Regions from separate parts of the Ovis aries genome. Here region 2 is linked to region 1. The links are chromatin contacts, called in public Hi-C maps. All regions are on one chromosome and are shown on one strand. Each heading gives the region's core, a stretch centred on a gene start, on an enhancer-like site or on the middle of the called end of the contact. The rest is flanking DNA. Distances are from core to core; before and after follow the strand shown.

Evidence for each region. Hi-C and Micro-C count contacts between places; a contact is called where the count stands out from the background.
Region 2: a contact with region 1 is called in a Hi-C map of liver, with 3 times the contacts expected there. The contact joins two enhancer-like sites. A contact is called at or near these places in 13 of 16 Hi-C or Micro-C datasets (blood, hypothalamus, liver and 6 more).

Annotation. Positions count from the first base shown.
Region 1 is chr14:25,167,292-25,173,490 of ARS-UI_Ramb_v3.0, reverse strand. No RefSeq gene overlaps it. Among named protein-coding and RNA genes, the nearest start is that of ADGRG1, 21 kb to the left of the region's middle. Within about 2 kb of position 4,705, at least 4 of the 54 cell types and tissues checked have an H3K27ac peak or open chromatin away from gene starts, as enhancers often do. A contact at or near this core is called in liver, where this site is marked.
Region 2 is chr14:25,213,077-25,219,023 of ARS-UI_Ramb_v3.0, reverse strand. The region is part of intron 1 of ADGRG1 (adhesion G protein-coupled receptor G1); the gene reads right to left. Among named protein-coding and RNA genes, the nearest start is that of TRNAG-CCC, 20 kb to the left of the region's middle. Within about 2 kb of position 2,248, at least 9 of the 54 cell types and tissues checked have an H3K27ac peak or open chromatin away from gene starts, as enhancers often do. A contact at or near this core is called in liver, where this site is marked.

The DNA of each region.
Region 1 (6,199 bases), core at 3,456-5,955:
AGAGGGGAATCGCTGGGTCAGAGTTTGTGCAGTTAAAATTTTTATAGATACTGCTAAGTTGCGCTCCTTAAAAAGTAGTACCAATTTAGATTTCCAGAACTCTGTGAAAGTGTCCATTTTCCCACGCTCTTACCACTTTTTTATGCCAGTCTGGAGGGGGCTGATGCCATTGGGTTTTGGGGAAGAGGGTTGGTTTGTTTAACTTTATTTATTTTTTGGCTGCACTGGTTCTTCATTGCTGTGAGCAGGCTTTCTCTAGTTGCGAAGCACAGGCTCTAGGGCACGTGGGCTTTGGTAGCTGTGGCACACAAGCTTAGTTGCTCTGTGGCACATAGAATCTTCCTGGGCCAGGGATTGAACTTGTGTCTCCTGCATTGGCAGGGGATTCGTAACCACTGAACCACCAGGGAAGTCCTGATGCCATTGTTTTCATGTGCCTATCTGTAATTGTGAAGGAGGCTGAACATCTTTTCATAACTTTACTTTTCATTTTTATTTCTTCTTGTGTGAAGCAAATGCAAATATCCTTCACCCATTTTTAATGGGGCTTTTTGCCACTAATTTATTTTCTTACTAATTTACAGGACCCCTTTTCATGCTAAAATTTTAATTCTTTAATACATATGAGGTAATATTTTCCAGTGGTCTACTGCATGCCTTTTAGCTAAATTCTCAGTATCTTTGGTCACAGGATGTTTTACATTATTATACAGTCAAACATGGGGCTTCCCTGGTTGCTCAGCCGTAAAGAATCTGCCTGCAATGCAGGTGACTCAGGAGATGTGGATTCAATCCCTGGGTCGGGAAGATCCCCTGGAGAAAATGGCAACCCAGTATTCTTGCCTGGAAAATCCCAAGGACAGAGGAGCCTGGTGGGCTGCAGTCCATAGGGCCACAGAGTCAGACATGACTAAAGCCGCTGAACACATAGTCAAACATAATGTTCTTTCATGAATTTTGACCCTCATGTCTTAGCTCCTACTGGCTGGACCTTATTAAAAACATTCTTCTAGGGCTTCCCAGGTGGTTCAGTGAGTGGTAAAGAATCCACCTGCCAATGCAGAAGACATGGGTTTGGTCCCTGATCTGGGAAGATCCCACATGCTGCAGAGCAACTAAGCCTAAAGCACCACAGCTAGAGAGTAGCCCCCGCTCACCACAACTTGAGAAAAGCCCATGCAGCGAGCAACAAAGACTCAGCACAGAGAAAAAAAAAATTATAAAAAATAATCTTCACATTCTATTTTAATACTTCTACAGTTTTATAGAAGAAGAAGTTTTTTATAGTGGCTGGGTCACATGCTTGGATTACTGTGATATTGGATGGTTTGCCCTGGAAACTAACAGAGATCAATCTTTAAATTTTGAGATGGCACCCAAGTACTGCAATTTGGTACTTGGTACTTGCAGAGTTCCAAAGAATAGCAAGGACTGATAAGAAGGCCTTCCTAAGTGATCAATGCAAAGAAATAGAGGAAAACAATAGAATGGGAAAGACTAGCACTAAGCGCTGGAGAAGGCAGTGGCACCCCACTCCAGTACTCTTGCCTGGAAAATCCCATGGATGGAGGAGCCTGGTAGGCTGCAGTCCACGGGGTCGCTAAGGGTCGGACATGACTAAGCGACTTCACTTTCACTTTTCACTTTCCTGCATTGGAGAAGGAAATGGCAGCCCACTCCAGTGTTCTTGCCTAGAGAATCCCAGGGACAGGGGAGCCTGGTGGGCTGCCGTCTATGGGGTCGCACAGTCGGACATGACTGAACTGACTTAGCAGTATAGTTTTTTATAACATTTAATCCATTCATCTTTAATCTATCTGGAGTGTTTGTATGTGTGCATATGGTGTGAGGTAGGGATCTAATTTTATTTCCTTCTAAATGGAGAGCCAATTGTCCCAACAATCAGTTGTGATGTCCCTTTGCCAAATGTAACTCTCTGACTTTCTAAACACCCTTGTTGTGATCAGCACACGGCAAAACTCTGTAAATGCTGATTTGCGGGAGCAACCAAAATAATAGCTCAGTGAGACCAGCATATTCTATCACGCAGCAAAGCACAGGTCTCAGAATTTAGAACTAGCAGTGAATACAAGGGGCTCCCAATATAAGAGAATACTTGTGGCTTTGGTTTTTATTGTTTTCAAACCGGCTTTATCTCCCTGCAGAAAATCTCCACACTTTAAGTGTACAAGTCGATTATTTGACAGGCGTGCCCACTTGTGTAGCAAACACCTCAATCAACATACAGAGCATTTTCATCTTTCTAGAAACTTCCTTCATGCTCCTTTGCAGGCAACCTCCCCGCCACTTCCACCCCAGGCAACCATGATGCTAAACTGTGTGTATGTGTAGTACACTGATAACATTTTCAAAGAAATAAATAACCTCGCTGCAGCGCGAGTCTGTTGGCTGAGGAAGAAGGCCAACTTCCCCTCTGGGAAAGGACTACCCTCTTGAGACTGACAAATACCTCCCCGGACCTGTTTGGTTAAGAAGGGGGCAGGGGTTACCCAGGCTAGGTATCCCCTACTCAAGAAGGCAAGTTTGTTCTCACAGATTTTTCCAAGTCCAGAAATTAAATCTGCCAAATTTTTACTTAATATTTTAGATCGATGGATCTTTTTAAACTTAATCCAAATGATTTCTTTTAAAAGAAAACACAGCATCCTGTGTTAAATGACCAGGGTCACATGCCATAATTAATGAAAAGCTATTCATTAGACTAATATTAAACCTGATCTCCCTTGGGACTTTCCTGGTGGTCCAGTTAAGAATTCTCCTGCCAATGCAAGGGACATGGGTTTGATCCCTAGTCTGGGAGGATCCCGTGTGCCATGAGGCAACTGAACCTTGTGCTCTAGAACATGCGAGCTACAACTACTGATCCCACACACCACAACTACGAAGCCCTCATGCCCAGAGCCTGTGATCCACAAGAGAAGCCACTGCCGAGAGAAGGCCATGTACTGCAATGAAGAGAAGCCCCCATTCACCACAACTAGAGAAAGCCCACGTGAAGCAACCAAGACCCAGTGCAGCCAAAGACAAATATAAAAAACAAATTCATTTCCCTGTGCCATCTAAAATTCCATTCCAATTGCCTCTTATGGAGAGCGCTGCAGACAGAGAATAGAGAAGTGAGCTGCAGAGGAAGAATCCAGATCTTGAGGATGGAGGCTGGTGGTCTGGGGGGCAGGAGAGTGGCTGGCGGGGTGGACACGTGGCGGGGGGGACAAGCCAGCCTCCGCGTGTTTCAGGACCTAAGGGCTCCACTTGCACTGAAACAGTGGAATTGCTTTAGGAAAAGACCTGAGTCCACATACCCACTTCCTGCAAGCCTGCGACAGTTTCTTAGCTCACAGGTTCTGAGACCTTCCATCCATAAAGGGAAACATGCATTTTCGGGACCACTCAAGGAGAAAATACCTTTGGAATCAGACAGACTGGGATCCATTTGTACTTATTAATAGTTACGTGTCCTTGGAGAAGAGAATCATCTTTCAGAGCCTCAATTTTCCCACCTGTAAAATGGGCATAATAATAGTACCTTATTCAGGTGGCTCTAGTGGTAAAGAACCCACCCGTCAATGCAGAAGATATGAGACACGGGTTCGATCTTTGAGCCAGGAAGATCCCCTGGAGGAAGGCACAGCAACCCACTTCAGTATTCTTGCCTAGAGAATCCTCAAGACAGAGGAGCCTGGCAGGCCATAGTCCATGGGGTTGCAAAGAGTCAGACGTGACTGAACGACTAACACTTTCATATTGTAAGGACCAAATCTGGTGGGATTTGCAAAGCACACCGCTTGGCACAGAGCAGACTCTCTATCAGTGAGAAGCAGTTATTCTATATCCCCCCCAAGGATCTTGGAGGATGCAAACCACTGATATTATCAGCCTTTGCCTGAGTGATGAAGTGGTTAATGAAATCAGTCCTTCCTGAAAGAAGCGGCTCTGGGAGTCACCAGTTTTATTAATGAATTGCTCGCTAAAGTTCTTCCTGTTTTGCTGACAGGCGCAATTAACTGCCTGCAGGCTGGTGGCCCTAACTAAATGATAACCAATTTGAGGGTTGGCCTGGAGGCAGGATATGAGTGTGTGGGAGCCCAGGCCTCAGGAGTGGGGGTTGTAGCACCTGCTTCAAAATCACCACAGCCAAAGCCTCTTCCCAGGTCTGGCTCCCTCTGGGCATGGAGGCCTGGGGCCTGCGAGGGCTGGGGAGCTGCCTCTAGCCCCTGAGGCCCAGCAGCAGGGGATGTCGGTGAGTGGGAATTACTTTTTGCACTGACAACTGCATCAGGCCCCGGGTGATTATCTCAGGGAATCCTCCCAGCCCTGTCGCGTTGGTGTTGCCACTCTCCTTGTGCACAGATGAGGAGCCCTGAGGCTCAGAGAGGTCCGACAGTAGGCGGTCAGGGCACTCAGCGCTGCCTTTCCCCTGTGGTGGGGCTGGGTGGAGGCCCTAGAGTCCACACACTAGGAGGGACAGTCACACTTTTGCCTGACGGTCAGGTCACGTGGGGCCTTGGAGACTTATCTGTGCTGTCTCTGGTCCCATTTCACTGATGTGAGACTGAGGCCCAGAGAGGGACAGGGACTGGCTTGAACTAGAGTCAGAAGCCAGAGCCTAGATGTCCTGCCCCAGCTCAGGGAAGACAAGACTGAGTAGGGCCCTGTGCCTGCCTGGGGCCCCCCAGCCAGAGAGCTGATGTGAATTCTCACCCGTCAGTTGTCCGTCCCTTCCCCCACCGCCCAACCCCGACCCATGGGAAGCTATTACCCAAGTCGGTGTCTGGGTAACTAACACCTTTCTAAGTGCTGTAAGTGGTAGATGCGGCTGGTTTGAGGCTGCAAGTTCTCAAGCTTCTGGGTTCCTGGAAGGCAGCTCTCATGACCCACTGTACATCCTCCCAGCCCGCTTGGATCCTTGAATCACCTCAGCAATTGCAACCCCCAAAATCTCCCAGAACAAACCATGGAGCTTTGTCCGAACACCCTTCGCTGGTCAGATAGAGCTGGAGGCAGAGGGATGACTGGTCTTTCCTCCTGGTTTGCCAATGGGGAAACCAAAGCCCGGAGAGGGAACAGACCAGGCCACAGTCACACAGCCAGTCCGAGGGAGCAGAGGTGTGGCTGGGACCCTGAGCGGGCCTCTCCAGGTTAAGGAGATGGTGGCCTGCTGGGCTGCTTTGTGGAATCCCTGCCCTCTCTGGGCCTCAGTTTCTCACCTCTAAACTGAAGGGTGGCAAGAGATTAAAAGAGCAAATGCTACAGCAATATTGTGTTTATTATTAAGTTGACCTGGAGAGGTGCATGAGACCTCATCCCATTTTAAAAAGATTTTATAGAGCCTCTTATGTTGCAGGCACTCTCTCAAGGGCATTGCAATTATTGGCTAGTCAGTTCTCCTATCAACTCTATAAGCTGGTTACTATTATGCCCATCCCATATTGCAGATCTGTTGGTTCAGGCCAGGAGAGGTTTGGCAGCTTCCTGGGTTGCATAACTCGTATGGTAGGGAGCTGCGACTTCTGCCCAGTCAGCCGTGTCATCAGGCACAGCACTGCGCTCATTTCACCAGCCATCCACGGAGGAGGCAGGAGGTCCTTACAGTGGCAGTCTGGGGACAAGTGGGCAGAGGTGATGTCACTGAGAGATGTGCCAGGAACTGAGGAGTCAGGCTCCACTTTCCTGCCTCCATGAGGCATCTGATCTTTTGCTGAGTTCTGCCGGCTGTATCTGACTCACTTCTGCTCACTCCGTCTCAGAGGATGCTAGCACCCTGGCCATAGTACACTACAGTGCAGACAAGAGGTAGGCTGGATGCGTGCAGACACTGACATCCTTATAGAGAGAAGATTTTTTCTGATGCGACCCAACACAAAACGTCCCCTCAGACCCTCCAACACAGTAGATCTGAAACTGATCTTGAGACTTTTGTTTTCAGCAGTGGCAGACTTCTTTTTACCTCTGAACACAGTTTAAAATGTTGAGTTAAAAAAAAAAATTTAATTGAAGAGCTAGAAAGATCATGGGGAAGCAGCAGGCTAAATTTGAGGAGAAAATATCACCCCAGAGAGGTAAACAACACGACAGAAGCACCAAAGCCACTTCCGTACGAAAGGTATTGACAGATACCACCCACTTGGGCTTCAGTCTGGGGGCCTTCAGAGTGAGCAGGACAGAAGTAAAGGCCGAA
Region 2 (5,947 bases), core at 999-3,498, 48 kb before region 1:
CCAACATATGTAACGGAACCCTAATTTCTTGGGTCTGGTCAGTCTAATCGTTGGTCAGCTGGGTTCCTCACCCTGCCCTGGTGACATCGCAAGACCCCAGAGAAGGAAGTGGAAGTCTTTGGGGGAATGGCTGCTATTTCCTAAATTGTGATTTTTAAGGTTTCACTCTGCATCCTCTCTGAGCATTTTGGTTCCTTTTGGGTTTTGGTGTTTTTGTTTTTTATTTTTAGGGGGAGTGAAGGATTTACTACTTGAAGTAAAGAGAACACCGAGGATCTTTCTAAAGCAGTGTCTCCCATTTGGACTCCTTTTGAAACTGTCGCTCTAGAACAGTGGAAGGAAACCCAGCATCTGGGGACAGAAGTATGCCTCTGCTGGACCCCTTCTCTTTCCTCCTCCTTTCTGCCAGTCCCTATCACTGTCTATACCTGATCCCCAATACAAACCACATCTCCTCCAGGCAACTCCCTAACCCCTATTTGACTTTCGCTTTATACCTGTGAACTCAGAGTTCACAGATCACTTTGCAAATGTGGCCCCAGTTCTTCATTATGGCATTTGCATTCAAGGCCCAGAGAGGGCCAGTGATTTCCTGACCTTACACAGCAAGCAAGGATGGAGCTGGCTAGAATCCAAGTATCTCTCTGGCCCACTGACTTTCAAAGTGAGTTACCAAAAAAAAAAAAAAAAAAGAAGTGAATTACTACTATCAGTAAACAGTGCCTAGGACAGGGCAGAGTCATCCATTTTCATTTATCTTCCTGGGCTGATCTCTTTGAGAACAAAAAAGCAGAAAGAGGGAATGAGGTTCCCATCACCAGAGGGATACAAGTGAGGCTGCATTTGTGAAATGCCATGATTCCAACAGACAGGGGTCAATGGCATGCTCTGACATTCCTGGTCATCCCCACTCTACCCTGGCTGCTTGAACAGCCACTCCAGGGTGAACAACTCTAGCCTTATAGAGTTTCTTGGAATTTGAGGGGGAGGGACTGCCTGGTTTCCTTTAACCCATCCTTAGTAGAGTAGACTCTGGAGCCAGACTGGGTTTAAATATCAATTCCTCTACTCAATGTCCATGTGTCTCTGGACTAGTTACTCACCTTCTCTGGGCCTCACTTTTGTCATCTGTAAATAGGTATAAAAATCAAGACTATTTCAAAGGTCATTGTGAGAACTGAATGAATTGGTATCTATAGAGGATTTAGAGCAGGAATATGCACAAGGCAGGTGCCATAGGTGTTGGCTCAGTACCTCTGTATCCTTCCTGACCAGCTCACGCCTGCCCCTCACCCAGCCCCCTGGGCCCGTCACAGGTCCCTACTCCTACATCTTCCCTCTCACCCTCCACGTCACCCCCTCGTGGGCCCCAGCTCAACTTCCAAAGCACCTCAACAGGAAATTCTTCGAGCATGAAATTTCCTTTCTGGGAAGACTGAAACCCCACCCAGAAAACTTCCCACCTCACAGCACGGACATGAGCCGGTCCCCAGAAGCCTCTGAGGGAAAGGAGGGCTGGACGGGGGCACCATCTACACTCTCATGAGATCCTCAGAGCCACCCTGTGAGGCCGGTCCTGCTGTTTTGCCATTTTACAGATCAGAAAACTGAGACTAGGGCAGTGGATGTTGTAAGCTTCCCCACCGGTGGAGCTAAGACACGGACCTCAGTGTCATTCTAGAGAACTCCTTGGAGAGCTGGAGCCAATAGTTTCTAGAGATTCTTGCTCCTCTGGTTTGGGGAGACCCCCAAACAAAAGGAGAGAGAAATGGTGGGTGGGTGGCAGCCAAGACCACAGGCTGTGCAGATAACTCCAGCCTGGGAGAGAGAATTTAGGGGGCCGAGTCTCCAGTAGAGGCCCCTCCCCCACCAGCCCCTTCTAGAGCAGCTGCCCTTGACCTCAGGCCTTCCGTAAACACACGCAGAGAACAAAACAATCTGGCCCAGTTTGACACAATGAGGGCCACCATCACAGAGTCCCCAAGGATCAAGGCAGAGCGGAGGGGCCAGGGCTCATCTAAGCTAAGACTCCCGGCTGCCCATCCCTCGGGCTGGCTGGGCCCAGGAGGAGATGCCCCGGCTCCAGTGCAGGCCCAGCCCTGCCCATCCTCACGGTGGGGGAGAGGGTAATGGGCAGGGGACTCATGGCTCACTTTCTCCCCTGAGGCCTGACTCACTTCCTCTGCCATCCGTTTAGAGCCACGGGTCACTGCTGGCCCAGTCCAGGCCCCTGGAAAACCCATTTCCTCAGAGGACAGAGGTGGAAGTTGAGTGGACAGGACCTTGGTGGCTCTGGGGTTAACCCTTCCCAGGCAGGCGCCTCCCCAGGAAGATGACCTAGGCCCCCAGGCATTCTCCTGCCAGTAACACACGCGTGGACCGCAGGCTTATCCATCCCCCGACTAGCCTCTCTGTCTGGATCGCTTCCCTCTTTCCATGACCCAACTCATCTTTCTAAACTCAGTGAAGACACGCCCTCCCCTTGAAGCTTTCCCTAACTGCCATCAGAATTAACTTCTGTGTTCTGATGTGGTGGGGTAGGGGGCAGTCCACAGCCTATGCTCAACCCTATATGCCCACCTTTGCCACGAGGAGTTCACATCAGAGGTGCCCAAACCCACGATGGGTCAGAAACACCCCAGGAAGTTCACTGAAATGCATTATCACAGATCCTCCACACTGACATTCAGCATCTCTGAAAATAGCACAAAAGATTTTTTTCTTCATTCAGCAAATCAGAAGTAGCGGGGAATTTTTACCCAGTAGCTGCTATGAGCTTGATGGGTTTTTTTCCCAATTTTTTTTTCCTTTTTTTTTTTTTTTTTTTTGCCAGGAGAGCAGTAACATTAGGATGAAAACACGTGCACACATACATGCAGGGTACTGTCAGGGATGCATAAACGTTTTGTGATGGAATATATGTGAGGGGCTTAGCGGTAAAGAACCCACCTGCCATGCAGAAGATGGGGCAGGAGCCTCGGGTTGGATCCCTGAGTTGGGAAGATTCCCTGGAGAAGGAAATGGCAGCCCACCCTAGTATTCTTCCCTGGGAAATCCCAGGGACAGAGGAGCTTGGTGGGCTACAGTCCGTGGGGTCACAAAAGAGCTGCACTGAGTGACTAAACAATAACGGCGTGTGAGGGGCAGAGGCTCCAGGTCTGGTGTGGGGCTTGGGAGTCCAGCCTGACCAGGCAGCCCGTTGACCAACACTCTGCGGGCATAGAACCACTGGCTTACAAGGCTGGGATGCCACCAGGAGCCCTGTCTTACAGAGTCAGAGGTGGGTGGGGCCGGCCCCAGATCACTTGGGTGGTAAATGGTTCGCTCTGGACGGGAGCCAGGGCAGCTTGCCTCCCCCGTGGTGTCTCGTCTCCACCTCAGTGGTGGTGAGGATGAATCACAGTCCTGGGTGGCTCACCTAGCATTTATCAGGGTGCCTGGGACCTTTAAGCACAGCTGGGAGCAGGGGTGTGTGTGTGGGGAGGGGGGCCCCTGCCCCAGTGGGTCTCCAGGTGTGAGCCTAGTCCTGCCCTCCTGCAGGGAGAGCCAGCAGTGGGAAGACCCAGCCCAGCTTCCCAGCTCCAGCCCTCATCTTCAGCTGCTGGTCAGGGTCGGGGGCGGTGGGGACAACAGACGGGGGACAACATGGAGATGCTGGCTCCCCCTCCCCCAGCCCTGGACAGAGGGCCTTAGGAGAAAAGGGTTTGGCCAAGGGAGGGGTGGGTGAGCATGAAGGCCTTGAGGGAAGGACACATGAGGTGTGCGTGCTCTTGTGTGCGGGTGTGTAGGGGAGCGAGGAGGGACGTTAGAGCAGAGCAGAGAGGGTGGGGTGGGGGGCTGAGAGGACCCTCCACCAGCCCTTTCCAAACTCTCATAAACGCAGTCTAACTTAGAAACACCATGTACCCGACAAACAAAGGCAGCACCCCCACCAGACCCCGGTGGGACCCCCGAGCACACCTCACTCTCAGCCGGGCCCCCAGCCCCTCAGCAGAGCCCGGGGCTCCAGGAGGCACTGCTTGCAAACATGGAGCCCGTCTCTCCCCGCCCTCAGTCACAGACTAGGAGACTGAAGCCCAAGCTAGGTGGCCACACAGAACTCCCCCCAGGAAGGGTGTTCTGGCCTGGCCAGGGAAAACAGAGTGACTTCAGGTTTCAGGAATTTTTCTACAATTAAAAAGAATAAAAATTAAGCTAGCTGCCTGCCTCCCGGAGGCCGGTGGGTGCCAAGGACTTGCCGGCTCACTGCCCAGGATGAGTCCCACGTTCTGGAGCACTGCCCCACCAGCGTGGGCCCCGCCGCCCCATGGCTTCTGTCCAGCAGGTCCCCGGGCCACGGCTCCCTCCGCGTGCCCAGACGAGCCCTGGCCCTGGGGGGAGACCGAGGAAGGGCAGGAGAGGGGCACCTGCGCAGATGAGAGGACGCCGAGTTCCCCCGAGAGCCAGTTATCCAGAGCCACCCACCCTGCTACCTGCTTTATCTGCAATTAGAGTGTTTGCTCAAGAGGCCTCAGAGGCCAGCACACCATCACGAGAGATGAGCCTGGGCTTGAGTGTTCCCTCCTCCAAACCTCTGCATACACCGGTGCTCCCCTCTGGATGCCAACCTTGTGCCATATCTGTAAAGGTCTAACTTAGAAACGCCATGTACTCGACAAACAAAGGAGGTGCCCCCACCAGACCCCAGTGGGATTCCGGACCATACACTGGCCTTCAGCCTCCACATCCTCCCCCGACTGCCCTGCACTCCAGCCTCGCAGTGCCTGGCAGAACAGCAGACGGCGAGTGGGAATAAACAGAGGTCTAGCTGGCACAGCAAAACGGAGCTGGAATCCAAGAAGGGGAGCAGGAGATGACAGTTCCCATTTAGCGATCACTCACTTGGTGCCCAAAACTGCGCAAGGCACTTTTCACAAATGGTCGTTCAATCCCACCTTAACTCTATAAAGCAAATACTATTATTGCCCCAACGTAAAAAGGAAATGGAAATCCAAAAAGCCTAAGTGATGCCCAGGGAAGTAAGTAGCCAAGCCAGGATTCAGACTTTAGTCCACCAAACCTCAAAGCCCGTGATTTCAGCCATTACGGTCACCAGAGCCCCTTCCTTCCCTTCTCTGGAACTATCTCCCTGACTTTACCATGAGGTAACTTTGCCAAACACTTCCTAAGAAGCTGTGTGTGTTTAGTCACTTAGTCATGTCTGACTCTTTGCAAGCCCATGGACTGTAGCCCATCAGGCTGCTCTGTCCGTGGGATTCTCCAGGCAAGAACACTGGAGTGGGTTGCCATTCCTTTCTCCAGAGGATCTTCCTGACCCAGGGGTCGAACCCAGGTCTCCTGTACTGCAAGCAGATTTTTCACTATGTGAGCAACAGGGAAGTTCCTCCCTAAGAAGCACTAGTTCCCAAGCTAGAGAAACACTGCAGGTCCTACTTGGCCATATGAATTGACATATCAAAGGCTCTGATAAGTCCTGCAGAAAGAAAATCCACAGAGCTTGGTTGGGCTTAGTTTCCCAGCCCAGTGTGATGGTGCGAGCTTTTTTTTTTTTTTTTTTTTGCAGAACACCTGTTACCAATGTGAAAAGAGGAGCACTCGGAAATCTTGACACCACACAGATAAGAAAACTGTCAGCATTCCCCCTCCCAGCCTCCAGCTGCCTCCCCTCCCCTCCCCTCCCCTCTGAGCTGTCCCAAAGGCCATTAACTAGCAGGAGATGGGCTACAGGAGCCATTTAGGCTGTGATGTTCCCCAGGGCGACTCATCACCATCTTTGACACTTCCAGGCCAGAGGTCCTGGGGGAACCTGGGGTAATGGCAGCCCCATCGCACCTCCCTTTGGCCGGCAGCACCAGCTCTTGGAGAAAGGGGCAGTGCCAACCGTGTTTCTGGATCGCCATTAAAGTCAATCGCAGTCACCTCAAGCAGAGACACTTAGAATGCTTAG